Linked DNA regions of Zea mays: region 1 is linked to region 2. Evidence: chromatin contacts called from public Hi-C data. All regions are on one chromosome and are shown on one strand. The core of a region is the stretch at or near the end of the contact, and the rest is flanking DNA. Distances in the headings are between cores, read along the strand shown.

Region 1 (6,506 bases), core at 1,611-4,110, 230 kb after region 2:
TCGTCTCGTACAATAGTTTGTGCATGTTGCAGAAGCATTTCGCGCTCGGTTCCAGCCCTTGGCTTCTCACGGCCCAAACAAAAATACCCATTCTGATTATAGCTTCAGGAGTGATTTGATGAAGAAAGATTTCAAATGTCTTCAAAACTTCAACCAAAAATCTGCTTAATGGAAATCGAAGACATGCCTTCATAAAGCTTCTGTAAACAACAACTTCATCTTCTTCGGGTGCAGGGGCGACGCTGTCCCCCAACTCTTACAATAGACATATCACGAAAATTCTTCCCTTCATGGCATAAATTTGACTTTGTTTGATAGACGACTTTCCGAAGATAGTATGACTTGGCCGCCAGGGCCGATCTTCAGCATCTTCATTCCCACTTTCCACATCATAGTCATCACTATCGTCAGAATCTTCAGACAAATCAGCCATTATTTCGTTTGTAATCTTCTTTGTGTTTGTTTTTTCCATAGTTTCGTAAAACCTAGCTAGAGCAGGGTCCACAACCTTCTTCTCCTCAGACATCTTCTCTTCAGACATTTAACAAGCACTTGTGTACTCGCAAATCAAGCGAGAGCTAATAGCAAGAAAATTAAAATTTGAGAAAACAACACGAGCAATTGAAATGGCATAACAGATGTTGTCGTTGTGGGTCTCTATTTATATGCCTAGTGCATTGCAACTTGGCGGGCCCCATTTGTCATTGACTTTCGCTATTCTAGCGAAGGGAAGGTGTTTTTTCGTACCTTCGGCTAAAGGCCTTCGTTCACGTTGCAGTCTGAATTTTGTTAAACAACAAATTAACACTACGAGGGGCTACTGTTGGGGGCCTTCATCTTTCGAAGGTCCTCAAAAACACGACTAACATGTCTTCCAGTATAGTATACTGTCAAAGGAGGCTTCGACTTTAAGATGAAGGTGTACATGGCATGAAAGGCGCGATCTGGAAGAAGGATGAACCAGTTCCGAAGTTATGACGGAGAAGCTTCGGCTTAGCACAAGGACGATGATGGTGCAGAATGAAACCGACCTAAAGGGGAAAAGACTGCTTAGTCCTCGACAGCTTACCTTCTAGCTAATAGTAAATGTCAAGGACATGAATGTAATTTGCCCAGGCTGCGTCCTGTGCCTATAAATAGATGAACAGTAACACCGTACTGTTCACGCTGACTTGTAATCGCTTGCACGTCACTCTGGACTTTTACCTTCTGTCAAGCCGAAGGTACAAATGTAATTTAATATCATCAATGTTCGTTCATAATTATATAATATGAATAATCTAATAATTTAAGATAATTATTCATGCTCTTTCTATGTTTCATATGTTCCTGTTTTTATTCTTACATATTGAAATTATGAAAGTATGTCCTTCGTAACTTTCGTCTAAAGATCATTATATTCTAAAGGAAATAATGCTTCGAAGGACAAATGTCTTTAACCATTAACATTTGTGTTTCCTTGTTTTCAACTCATAGCATTTGACAACAAGTGGCTAACAACATGTGTTTGATAGTTATTGTGGGCTTGATGTCCAATCAGCGATGAAGTCTGCCAATGCTTGAGACTAGAAGGATGAACGATGCATAAACTTTATGACAAACTCATTCATCTCAGCAACCCATTTTCTAATTTGTCCAGTCTGCCAATGCTTGGGGTAGGCTACTAAAATAGCTAATAGTTAAACTATAGCTGGGGTGTTTGATGTCTCTAGCTAATTTAGCCACTAAATATTAGCTCTAATTATTTACAACTAACTTTTAGGGCGATGTAAAAGTTTCGATAGTGGTCTCTGCTGCATAACAAAGGAAGGAGATCATCATTCATGCATGGACGTGCCCAAACTGTGGCCTTGGCAAAGTTTAGGGTCTGTTTGGTTGGGCTGTGGCTGTGGAAAAAGTTGCTGTGGGCTGTGAGCTGTGGAAAAAGCTGCTGTAGGCTGTGTGCTGTTAAAAAGCTAAAAATCGTTTGGTGGAAACCACTAAAAGTCGTTAAAAGTTCTTCGATATATGTTTTCACAGTTGCATCCAAAAGCCACTAAAAGCAGGTCCAGGGGTGCTTTCAGTTTTGCACTACGAGAAAGTCGGCTTTTAGAAAAAGCTGCTTCCTGGATCCAGCCCTTTGGTTGGCTTTTGACTTTTAGGGGGCAAAAGCCAAAGCCAAAAGCCAAACCAAACACACCCTTAGTTAGGGTTTTCAGAATCGAATTTATGTATAGTTTTTAGTTCTTTTCCAAGCCGTTAGTTTCTTCTGAGTGGACTATCTTTATTCGCGCCTATTAATATGACTTCTTTGTTCTAAATTGGTTGCAATAGTTTAACACTAACAGTTCCAGTTTAATTGTATTGACTCTCAACGGTGTACGTTCCCCCGATGGTAAGGCTAGGATTTTGTTTCGTCACTTAAGAACTGTAAGCCTAGTGATGTTATGGGAGTATTTTTGACGGGACGACGACTAGTTCTGATGAATTTTGACTGTTCGTTTAGTTTTAATCTATACTGGTTTCTACTATTTTTATAGTGTTTTGTCTTTATAGATTAGAGCTAAAGCAGTCTAAACAGCTGGCATTAGTCCGAAGCGAGACTCGACAAAAGCGACCCCTGGCCTCTCATCTGTAGACATGTTCTCTCCCATGCATATCCCCCATTCTGTGTATTTATACTCGTCTGATCAGTCTTTTTCTCATAATATCTCTTGCCTTTTAATACCGTAACCTAACCAAGAGTCCAAGATTAGCTAGTTGACAACACAAGAAACCAACTGCATTCGATCTCGGCTTCCTTAATACCTCATCTCCGTGGACATCTCAAGAGCAATAGTGACGGGCCAAGAGAAGGGAGAGGAAGCAATGGCTGTAGCTAGCTAGCTACTGCGATAGCAAGTCACAGAAAAATCATCACCACACACAAACACACACATAAGCACAAGCAAAAAAGCATCATCCCCAGCAGGTCCCAATAAGAACTCCAACCATCACTGCCTTCATCATCCGATCTCATATATCCTTACGCCAACGACAGCTGCTAGCTGCAGCGGAGGGAGGGCGGCGGCGCACGCGCGGCACCTATGGAGGCGCGGGCAGTGTCGGCGCTGGACCTTTCGCTGCACATCAGCCTGCCGAGCAGCGCCGCCGGGTCGGCATCGCCCGCCCCGGAGCTGGGCGGCGGGGGAGGGATTGGGCGAGGTGCGCAGCCGCCGGCCGGAGCGGACCCATGGCGTCGACTGAACGGATCCACGGCGTCGACCGAGCTGTCGCTCTCGCCGCCGCTGTGGCAGCAGGACGTGGCTGCCGGGGATGTCCTTCCGTGCCGTCGGCTCCGGCCGGCAGCGCCGAATCACTACTCCTCCACCGCGGATGCAACGACGTTCGTGCCAGTGACCGTACCCCGGCTTATTTCGTTCGACGCCGCGGCGGGAGCGGAGGACGAGGCGGCGCGGGCGAGGCCAATCGAAGGCGTGCCCGTCTACAGCAGCTCGCGGGCTGCCCGTCGTCCATTTCTAGGCGCCGGTGCCGGTGAGTACCACCGCCAGGGCCACCACCCAAAGGCGGCCGGGCTATACAATCGTCCCTGTCACTCCTCGTCGCGGCCCTCGTCCCTGCGCTCGACGACGACGACGACGTCTCCCGCCGTGGCTCCCCCCGCGGAGTCCTCGTACCTCTCGCCGTCCGCGTACCACCGGATGCTGTCGAGCACCAGCAGGCTCCGCCTCCAGGGCGTGCTCGCCGACACGCTCCGGGGCTACGGCGGACACCACCACCAGCAGCAGCACTTGGACAGCCTCGCCGCGGCCCGCTATATGCCGAGGTTCCTGGCCTCCAGGCGCGGCATGCGCGCACCGCGGATGCGGTGGACCAGCAGCCTGCACGCGCGTTTCGTCCACGCCGTCGAGCTCCTCGGCGGCCACGAGCGTGAGTCGTTATTAATAACCTGCTGCTACCCTTCCATCCATCCATCGATATCCATGCTCAGCTCTAGACCCCAAAAAAAACAGTGCATTTCATGTAGATCTGCCAGAATCATTTCATGCGGGATATGATTAATCTCCCCTTCTCTCTCTCCCCGGCCGGCCTCTCTCGGCACACAAACAGGGGCGACGCCCAAGTCGGTGCTCGAGCTGATGGACGTCAAGGATCTGACGCTAGCGCATGTGAAGAGCCACTTGCAGGTTGAGTTCCGTTCCGGCCGAGCCCTTCGTTCTTTTACTCTGTCTACCGTGCGGTTCTTTAATTATTCTGTGTTCTTCGTGCATCTCCTCTTCTTCTTCCTTTGTTTGGGCGGACTCATGTACAAGGAGAGGTCAAATCTTGATGAGGGCACAGACTCCGACAGACGATGTGTTCAGTGAGTGAAGCTGCTGAATGAGAGAGAAAGTCGACAGAGATATTGTTCTGTGCAGACCCTAGCCAAGAAACTGCCATCCCTAGAGAGAGAGAGGAGAGGGGGAGCTACTAGTACTAGATTAGCATAGCTAGAGCGGCTAGAGAGAGAGAGATCATCTACTTCTGCTGCTCCTACTAGCTAGATAGTGAGGGAGATTGGATGTGTGGGTGCGTGTGTGTGCAAGAAAAGGTGCCATCATCATTGCACAATAATGCAACGTGTGTCTGGTCCTGCAAGCCGCGCCCAACCTCCAAAGCTAGCTAGCAGTGAAGTGAGCGCAACATGGGCACGCACGGACGACGAGATCATCAGAGTCAGAGAAGAGCCGGCCCACCCCATTGCGATTTCCTTTGGACAGTTCTGGCCGGCCGGGTGCTCCGTTTTGTGTGCGATTTCCCTTTCTCCCCCCGCCCCACACGATCTCCTCCCTCCCTCCCTCCCGATGCGAGCAGAAACTGTGTCCGCAGCTTTGCTTTCTTGGTCATTCTTTTTTTTCTTGCTGCTCCTTTTGCAGATGTACAGGACCGTGAAGAGCACTGACAAGCCTGCAACGACCTCATCGGGTAAACAAGACTGTCATATGTGCTCTCTCAAACCCTCTCCAAGTTTAAATGTGATTTCATTCTTGACGATTAGGCGGGCCGCCTGTGGACGGTGGCGGCGACGACGATGATCTCCCGAGTGCCCGGCGGGCTCAGTCGTCGTCGTCGTCGCCAGCTGGACGACGGGACGGCAGCAGCCCGCAGGCGTTCACCAGACACCGGTCGGCTGCCTCCTCGGAGGGCGCGGCGAGCCTCGCGGGCGGCGACGACGTCGAATGCTCCTCCTCGGCCGACGATTCCGACTGCGGCAGGGCGCGCAGTGCTTCGTCGTCAAGGTACGTGTCACGTGTCTTTTTTTAGCTCTAGCTAGCACTACTAGTAGTTTTCAGCAAGCAAAAAAGATAATCCAGCAGTAATAATAATCTGATGAGAAGATTAGCTAGCTAGCTAGCTAGCTAGCTAGAGCTAAAACGATGTTAGGCCCTACACAACAAGGGATCCTGAGCTGCTGGTATACTGTACTGTATAACATCTTGGGATTTGGCCTATCTTGTCCTCTTGTCTCGCTTCCTCCCTAGGAGAGGCTGCTGCTTTTGCTTCTTTTTTTTTCTCCTTATCACTCTGCGTCGCTGCGGCCTGCGGCTGCTATATTATGCAGGGGAGGACTTTGACCTCTCATCACAACTTTGCGTGAATCAACCTTGCTAGCTAGAAATGTGATGTCAACTTGTCAAGAACCCTGTTCTGCGTCTTGTTGCTATAGCTACTGCAGTATGTGTGCTCTCACATTGCTCCCAAGTTATACGAAAAATTGACTTGCAGCAAATACAAGTACAATGTTATGTTCTTATTCCTTATTACAATAACCTGCGTTGAGTAGAAAATAGGAGGGAAATAAAAAATGTACTGCTCCTCTCTCTCTCTCTCTCTCTCTCTCTCTCTCTCTCTCTCTCCTGATCTTAAGCTCCTGCGTGTCTTTCATGCATGTGAGCCTTTACAGTTCCAGTCGGTGATATTTGCTGTTAACTTGCCTGATAAAGTCAGGTGAATTTGTCCACAATAATAATCCGCCCCACATAAAAGCTCCTCGCCGAGACCAGGATATTTCTGGACACAAGCATATTAGTGGTCGATCGGGGTATGTATGCATGTGTGCAAAGACAGTCTTCGTCAATCGCACGGGTCGTCGCCTATTACTTGCCTTAACAAGCTCTAGGTTACTGCATTGAAAAGAATTACACTGCCATGACCAAATATAGTAATATTGAAGAACTGTTAAAAAAGATTGGGAACGTATTAGCTAGCATTCATGATTATGTATATACTAATTGTTTTCAGGAAGAGAGAGAGAGAGAGAGAGAGAGAGAGAGAGAGAGAATGATACAGATTAGAACTTTATTTGGGATGAAAATGTGCGTAGACGAGCTCAGAAACTTAGCAATGGTATTAGTGGCGTCACATCATTTGATTGTTGCACATAACTGGTGGTCAGATAGTTTGGAACTCCGATCCGCTAGTAGCTAACTGGCCATATAATTTCAGTTTAGTATTTTCTTTCATCGATAAGTAGTTTCTTTTTTTAT
Region 2 (6,372 bases), core at 254-2,753:
GTGATTGTCCCGACCTGCCAGATCAAACAAAGATAAAATTAGAAAAATTGTTTACTGTCAATTTTCAAGAATTTTTAAAATGGATGCCATAAAAAAACGAGGTATCATGTAAGAGTTTATGGGATCAAAACTACACGCAAAAGCAATCTACCATGTTCTATTGCTAGCAGAAGTAATTCACCATGTTTTCGTTTCTGCTTACAACATGCTCCCTTCGACTTCAAATGCAGTTAATTTTGAGTTGTCTAAAGTCAAACTAACCTAAGTCAGATAAGTTTTTTAGAAACAACGTTATTAAATGAGTACTATTAAAAACACTGCTACCCTATGAAATCTAATTTTTAGAAGGAATATGAAATCTATTTTTATAGTTTACCTATTTGAGGTCGTAGATGTTAATACTTATTTTGTAATTGTTAATTTAGTTAAACTTATGGTTGTTTGGTTTAGAGAAAACCTAAATCTATTAGGTTTCAGGACAGAGGGATTACAATTCAGCCTATTCTTCACTTCCCCCAACAGATTCGCAAACATTCTTCACTTTCCCCAACAGATTCGTAATCATATATGGCCCTGATAGGGATGGAACGGATAAATATCAACCTTTTTTCTTTTTTCTTTGATTGCGAATAAATAGTATATAAAATCTGCTATGCAAAATGGTATTATCGTTTTTTAGCTATGAGCTTGTAAAGATTCATAAAATTTAAACCTCAAATTTATATCTTCTCAAATGAAAGATATAAAATTCCGATACAAATTCAGATATTTTTTCACCTTTTCGGTTGTGAGGAGCAAATAATACATAAAACAATTTATACAAAATTTTATTCTTATCTGTAATAATATGCTTGATAACATAAAAAAAGATTAACATAAAATTCCATACCTATCTATTTTAAAATATTAAATTTGTCTAACAATTCGGATACCCACTTTCATCCTTGCCCCTGAGATCTAAAAAGCACAAATCTAAACCAACATTGCAATAGTGACCATGGCACAGTTAACCGCTACGCAATCACCTACAGAAAATAAACTAAAGAAGATAGAGCCAGATTTAGTAAACAGGGCAAGAAAACCCATGCTCATGTGACGGATCAAGGAGGCGCGCGCCCACCGAGATGACGAGGATGGCGCGGAGGCCGCTGCCCCGCCTGGTCCACTCAAGCAGGTCCCGCGCGGAGTTCCGGGACGCCCCCCTCAGGCGCGGCGCGGCGTCGCAGGACGCCGCCCGGAGCCGCCGGAGCAGAGGCTCGTCCGGGTACCAGACGCCGTCGACGAAGCTGCGGAGGACGCCGGCGAGCGTGTCCTCCTCGCCGACGTCGACCTCGCGGGCGCCGGAGGGGGCCTCGCCGTTGGTGGCGGGCCTGGCAGAGGCGTCGGCGGGGGCGGGCCCGTCGACATCCATTGGCGGCAAGATGTGGGGACCGGGGAGGAGTCAATGCAACTGGGCACTGGCGTGGCGTACTGCCGTACTGGCGTCGCCGAGGGGAACAGGAACGGATGGGGATATGCGCTGTGCTGGATTTAACGAGGGGTTCGGGGACACGTGGCGGCTGGAGTAGCGCGATCATCGCCACGTAGGTGAGGGATGTATCCCGTGGGCCGACCTCCGCGAGCACCACGAATTCACTCTCCATCGACCATTCGAGCCTTGGAGTACTATTGGGTGTTGGGTACTTGGGTGTCCAGGGCCAGTTACCGGAACTAATTACTAGTTACCGGAACTAATTACTGCTAAAATAAGAAAGCTAATAAGTTAACGAATTTTTAACTAAATATCTAACTAGTTGTTTATCTGACTAATTAGTTAAATTCAGCTGAGTTTCTATCAATAGCAACTACTTCTTCACGTATCCTGTTAGTCGTCGTTTTGGACAAATTTTAAGTTAAATTTATAAAATTTTGACTATAAATAACCATTTTATTATGTAGTTTTGAAATATAATGTTTATATGCACCGATTTATCTTAACATGTACTTTTATAAAAACATCAATGTATTAAAAGTTTATTTGTATTTAAAAAAATATTGGTCAAAATTATATTTTAGAGACTCTGTCGCTGTTCTAAATAATAACTAATAGTACATCGAAGGGTGTAGCTCTATCTATCATCTAGAGTCATTGCTACACTCTCACTTGGATCAGGCTAAGTAGAATTATTTGGCAGAAACTACGTGTCCCGAAGTATGTGGTAGTGAACATCTTTGAATTTGGTGACGGCGACGTTGTAGCTCTCAAGTATCGACTCAAGCAATACTGGCATCTTCCAATTCGCCCATTTGTCAACTCAAATCAGAGATTGATAGGACCCTAAATGCATGGGTGTTTTGAGGGTTTTGTTATTGAAAGAGAAATAGCTTCCACTTTTTCTAATTGATTTTGGTGGTTGAATTGTCCAACACAAATAATTGAACTAACTAGTTTGCTCTAAGTTATGAGTTCTACAGGTGCCAAAGGTCCACAACAAACCAATAAAAAGACCGAAAAAGGATTTAAATATAGAAAGCTAAAGTCAGCCGAAGTGTGCCCTGGTCTGGCGCACTGGACTGTCCGGTGTGCCACCGGACAGTGTTTGGTGCACCAGGAATTTCAACTCCGAACTGCTCACCTTCGGGAATTCTGGAGGCCACTCCGCTATAATTCACCGGACTGTCCGGTGGCGCACCGGACTGTCCGGTGTGCCAGCGGAGCAACGGCTACTTCGCGCCAACGGTCGTCTGCAGAGAGCATTAAATGCGCTATAGTGCGCGCCAGAGTCAGAGCAGAGCCAGATGGCGCACCGGACACTGAACAGTGCTTGTCCGGTGCACCACCGGACTGTCCGGTGGCCCAGAAGACAGAAGCTCCAACGGTCGAAATCCAATGGTTTGGTGACGTGGCAGGCGCACCGGACAGTATCCGGTGGCGCACCAGACTGTCCGGTGCGCCATGCGACAGCAGCCTTCACCAAACGGCTAGTTTGGTGGTTGGGGCTACAAATACCCCCAACCACCCCCCATTCATGGCATCCAAGTTTTCTGACTTCCCACACCTTACAAGAGCTATAGCATTCAATACAAGATACACAAAAGAGATCAAATCCTCCCCCAAGTCCTTAGTTCATTCCAAATCAAATAGTGACTTGTGAGAGAGTGAATTGTGTTCATTTGAGCTCTTGCGTTTGGATTGCTTCTTTTTCTCATTCCTTCTTGTGATCAACTCAATTGTAACCGAGGCAAAAGACACCAATTGTGTGGTGGTCCTTGCGGGGACTTTGTGTCCCGTTTGATTGAGAAGAGAAGCTCACTCGGTCTAAGTGACCGTTTGAGAGAGGGAAAGGGTTGAAAGAGACCCGGTCTTTGTGACCACCTCAACGGGGAGTAGGTTTGCAAGAACCGAACCTCGGTAAAACAAATCCTTGTGTCACACTCTTTATTTGCTTGCGATTTGTTTTTCACCCTCTCTCTCGGACTCTAACCCGGCTTGTAGTTGTACTTAAGTTTATAAATTTCGGATTCGCCCTATTCACCTCCCCCTCTAGGCGACTTTCAATTGGTATCAAAGCCCGGTGCTTCATTAGAGCTTAACTGCTCGAAGTGATGTCGGGAGATCACGCCAAGAAGATGGTGATCGGTGGTGAGAATATCGCTACAAGCCACGGAAAGGCTCCATCGAGGGAGTTCACCAACAACAAGAAGGATGGATCCCCTTCACGCATTCGATCGCACAAGAGTGGCGAGAAGAAGAAGATGAAGAAAGTGGTCTACTACGAGACCGACTCTTCCTCGCCCTCTACATCCAGATCCGACACCGCGTCCGTCACTTCTAAACGCTAAGGGCGCAAGAAGTATAGTAAGATCCCCCTATGCTATCCTCGCATTCCTAAGCATACTCCATTACTTTCCGTCCCATTAGGCAAACCACCAACATTTGACGGTGAAGATTATTCTAGGTGGAGTGATATGATGAGATATCACCTAACCTCACTCCACAAAAGCATATGGGATGTTGTTGAGTTTGGTGTACAGGTACCATCCCTAGGGGATGAAGATTATGATGAGGACGAGGTGGCCCAAATCGTGCACTTCAACTCCCAAGCCACCACTATACTCCTCACCTCTCTAAGTCGAGAGGAGTATAACAAGGTGCAAGGATTGAAGAGCGCCAAGGAGATTTGGGACGTGCTAAAGACCGCGCACGAAGGAGACGAGGTGACAAAAATCACCAAGCGGGAAACGATCGAGGGGGAGCTCGGTCGCTTCAGGCTTCGCCAAGGGGAAGAGCCACAAGAGATGTACAACCGGCTCAAGAACTTGGTGAACCAAGTGCGCAACCTCGGGAGCACAAAATGGGATGACCATGAAATGCTCAAGGTTATTCTTAGATCACTCGTTTTTCTTAACCCTACGCAAGTTCAATTAATACGTGGTGATCCTAGATACACACTAATGTCTCCCGAGGAAGTAATAGGAAAATTTGTGAGCTTTGAGTTGATGATCAAAGGCTCAAAGAAGATCATCGAGCAAGATGGCCCCTCCACGCCCGAAGCACAACCGGTCGCATTCAAGGCGACAGAGGAGAAGAAGGAAGAGTCTACATCAAGTAGACTCCCCATTGACGCCTTCAAGCTCGACAATGAGGAGATGGCGCTCATCATCAAGAGTTTCCGCCAAATCCTCAAGCAAAGGAGGGGGAAGGACTACAAATCCCGCTCCAAGAAAGTGTGCTACAAGTGTGGTAAGCCCGGTCACTTTATTGCAAAATGTCCATTATCAAGTGACAGTGATAACGACAAGAAGGTCAAGAGGAGAGAAAAGAAGAGGTACCACAAGAAGAAGGGCGGCGATGCCCATGTGTGCCGCGAGTGGGACTCCGACGAGAGCTCCACCGACTCCTCCTCCGATGAGGACGCCGCCAACATCGCCATCACCAAAGGGCTCCTCTTCCCCAACGTCGGCCACAAGTGCCTCATGGCAAAGGACGACAAAAGGAAGAAGGTAAAATCAAAATCCTCCACTAAATATGCAACCTCTAGTGATGAGGATAACTCTAGTGATGAGGAGGATAATTTGCGCACCCTTTTTGCCAACCTAAACATGCAACAAAAAGAAAAGTTGAATGAATTAATTAGTGCGATTCATGAGAAGAATGAACTCTTGGACACTCAAGAGGACTTCCTAATTAAGGAAAATAAGAAGCATGTTAAGGTTAAGAATGCTTATGCTCTAGAAGTAGAAAAATGTGAAAAATTATCTAGTGAGATAAGCACGTGCCATGATATTATTGCCAACCTTAGAAATAAGAATGCTAAATTATATGCTAAGGTTGATTCAAATGTTTGTGATGATTCGATTCCCAATCTTAGAGATGATAATGTTAGTTTACTTGCTAAGATCGAAGAATTAAATGTCTCTCTTGCTAGCCTTAGAAATGAGAATGAAAAATTAATTGGTAAGCCTAAAGACTTAGATGTTTGAAATGTTATCATTTCCAATCTTAGAAATGAAAATGACATTTTACATGCTAAGATTGTTGAACTAAAATCTTGCAAACCCTCTACATCTACCGTTGAGCATGTTTCCATTTGCACTAGATGTAGAGACATTAATGTTGATGCTATTCATGATCACCTAGCTTTAATTAAGAAACAAAATGATCACATAGCTCAACTTAATGCCAAAATTAATGAGCATGACTTAGAAAATGAAAATTTTAAATTTGCTAGAAGCATGCTTTATAGTGGGAGATGCCCTGGCATCAAGGATGGCATTGGCTTCCAAAAGGGAGACAATGTCAAACTTAATGCCCCTCCTAAAAGATTGTCTAACTTTGTTAAGGGCAAGGCTCCCATGCCTCAGGATAACGAGGGTTACATTTTGTACCCTGCCGGTTATCCTGAGCACAAAATTAGGAGAATTCACTCTAGGAAGTCTCACTCTGGCCCTAATCATGCTTTTATGTATAAGGGTGAGACATCTAGCTCTAGGCAATCAACCCGTGCAAAATTGCCTAAGAAGAAAACTCCTAATGCATAAAATGATTCTAACATTTCATTTAAAACTTTTGATGTATCTTATGTTTTGACTAACAAATCCGGCAAAGTAGTTGCCAAGTATGTTGGGGGCAAGCACAAGGGGTCAAAGACTTGTGTTTGGGTACCCAAAGTTCTTGTATCTAATGTCAAAGGACCCAAAACCGTTTGGGTGCCTAAAATCAAGAACTAAATTTGTTTTGTAGGTTTATGCATCCGGGGGCTCAAGTTGGATCATCGATAGCGGGTGCACAAACCACATGACAGGGGAGAAGAAGATGTTCTCCACCTACGAGAAAAACCAAGATCCCCAAAGAGCGATCACATTCGGGGATGGGAATCAAGGTTTGGTCAA

Evidence for each region. Hi-C and Micro-C count contacts between places; a contact is called where the count stands out from the background.
Region 1: a contact with region 2 is called in a Hi-C map of ear, with 2.5 times the contacts expected there. The contact joins the promoter of LOC100279550 here to the promoter of LOC100275140 in region 2. A contact is called at or near these places in 2 of 25 Hi-C or Micro-C datasets (ear and tassel).

What each region holds. Positions count from the first base shown.
Region 1 is chr4:83,093,236-83,099,741 of Zm-B73-REFERENCE-NAM-5.0, forward strand. It overlaps LOC100279550, which reads left to right and starts at 2,861. Exons shown (of 6, transcript NM_001321010.1): 1 at 2,861-3,909; 2 at 4,090-4,166; 3 at 4,896-4,944; 4 at 5,018-5,258. The coding sequence starts at 3,066.
Region 2 is chr4:82,868,553-82,874,924 of Zm-B73-REFERENCE-NAM-5.0, forward strand. It overlaps LOC100275140, which reads right to left and starts at 1,504. Exons shown (of 3, transcript NM_001150506.2): 1 at 1,121-1,504; 2 at 1-14. The coding sequence starts at 1,411.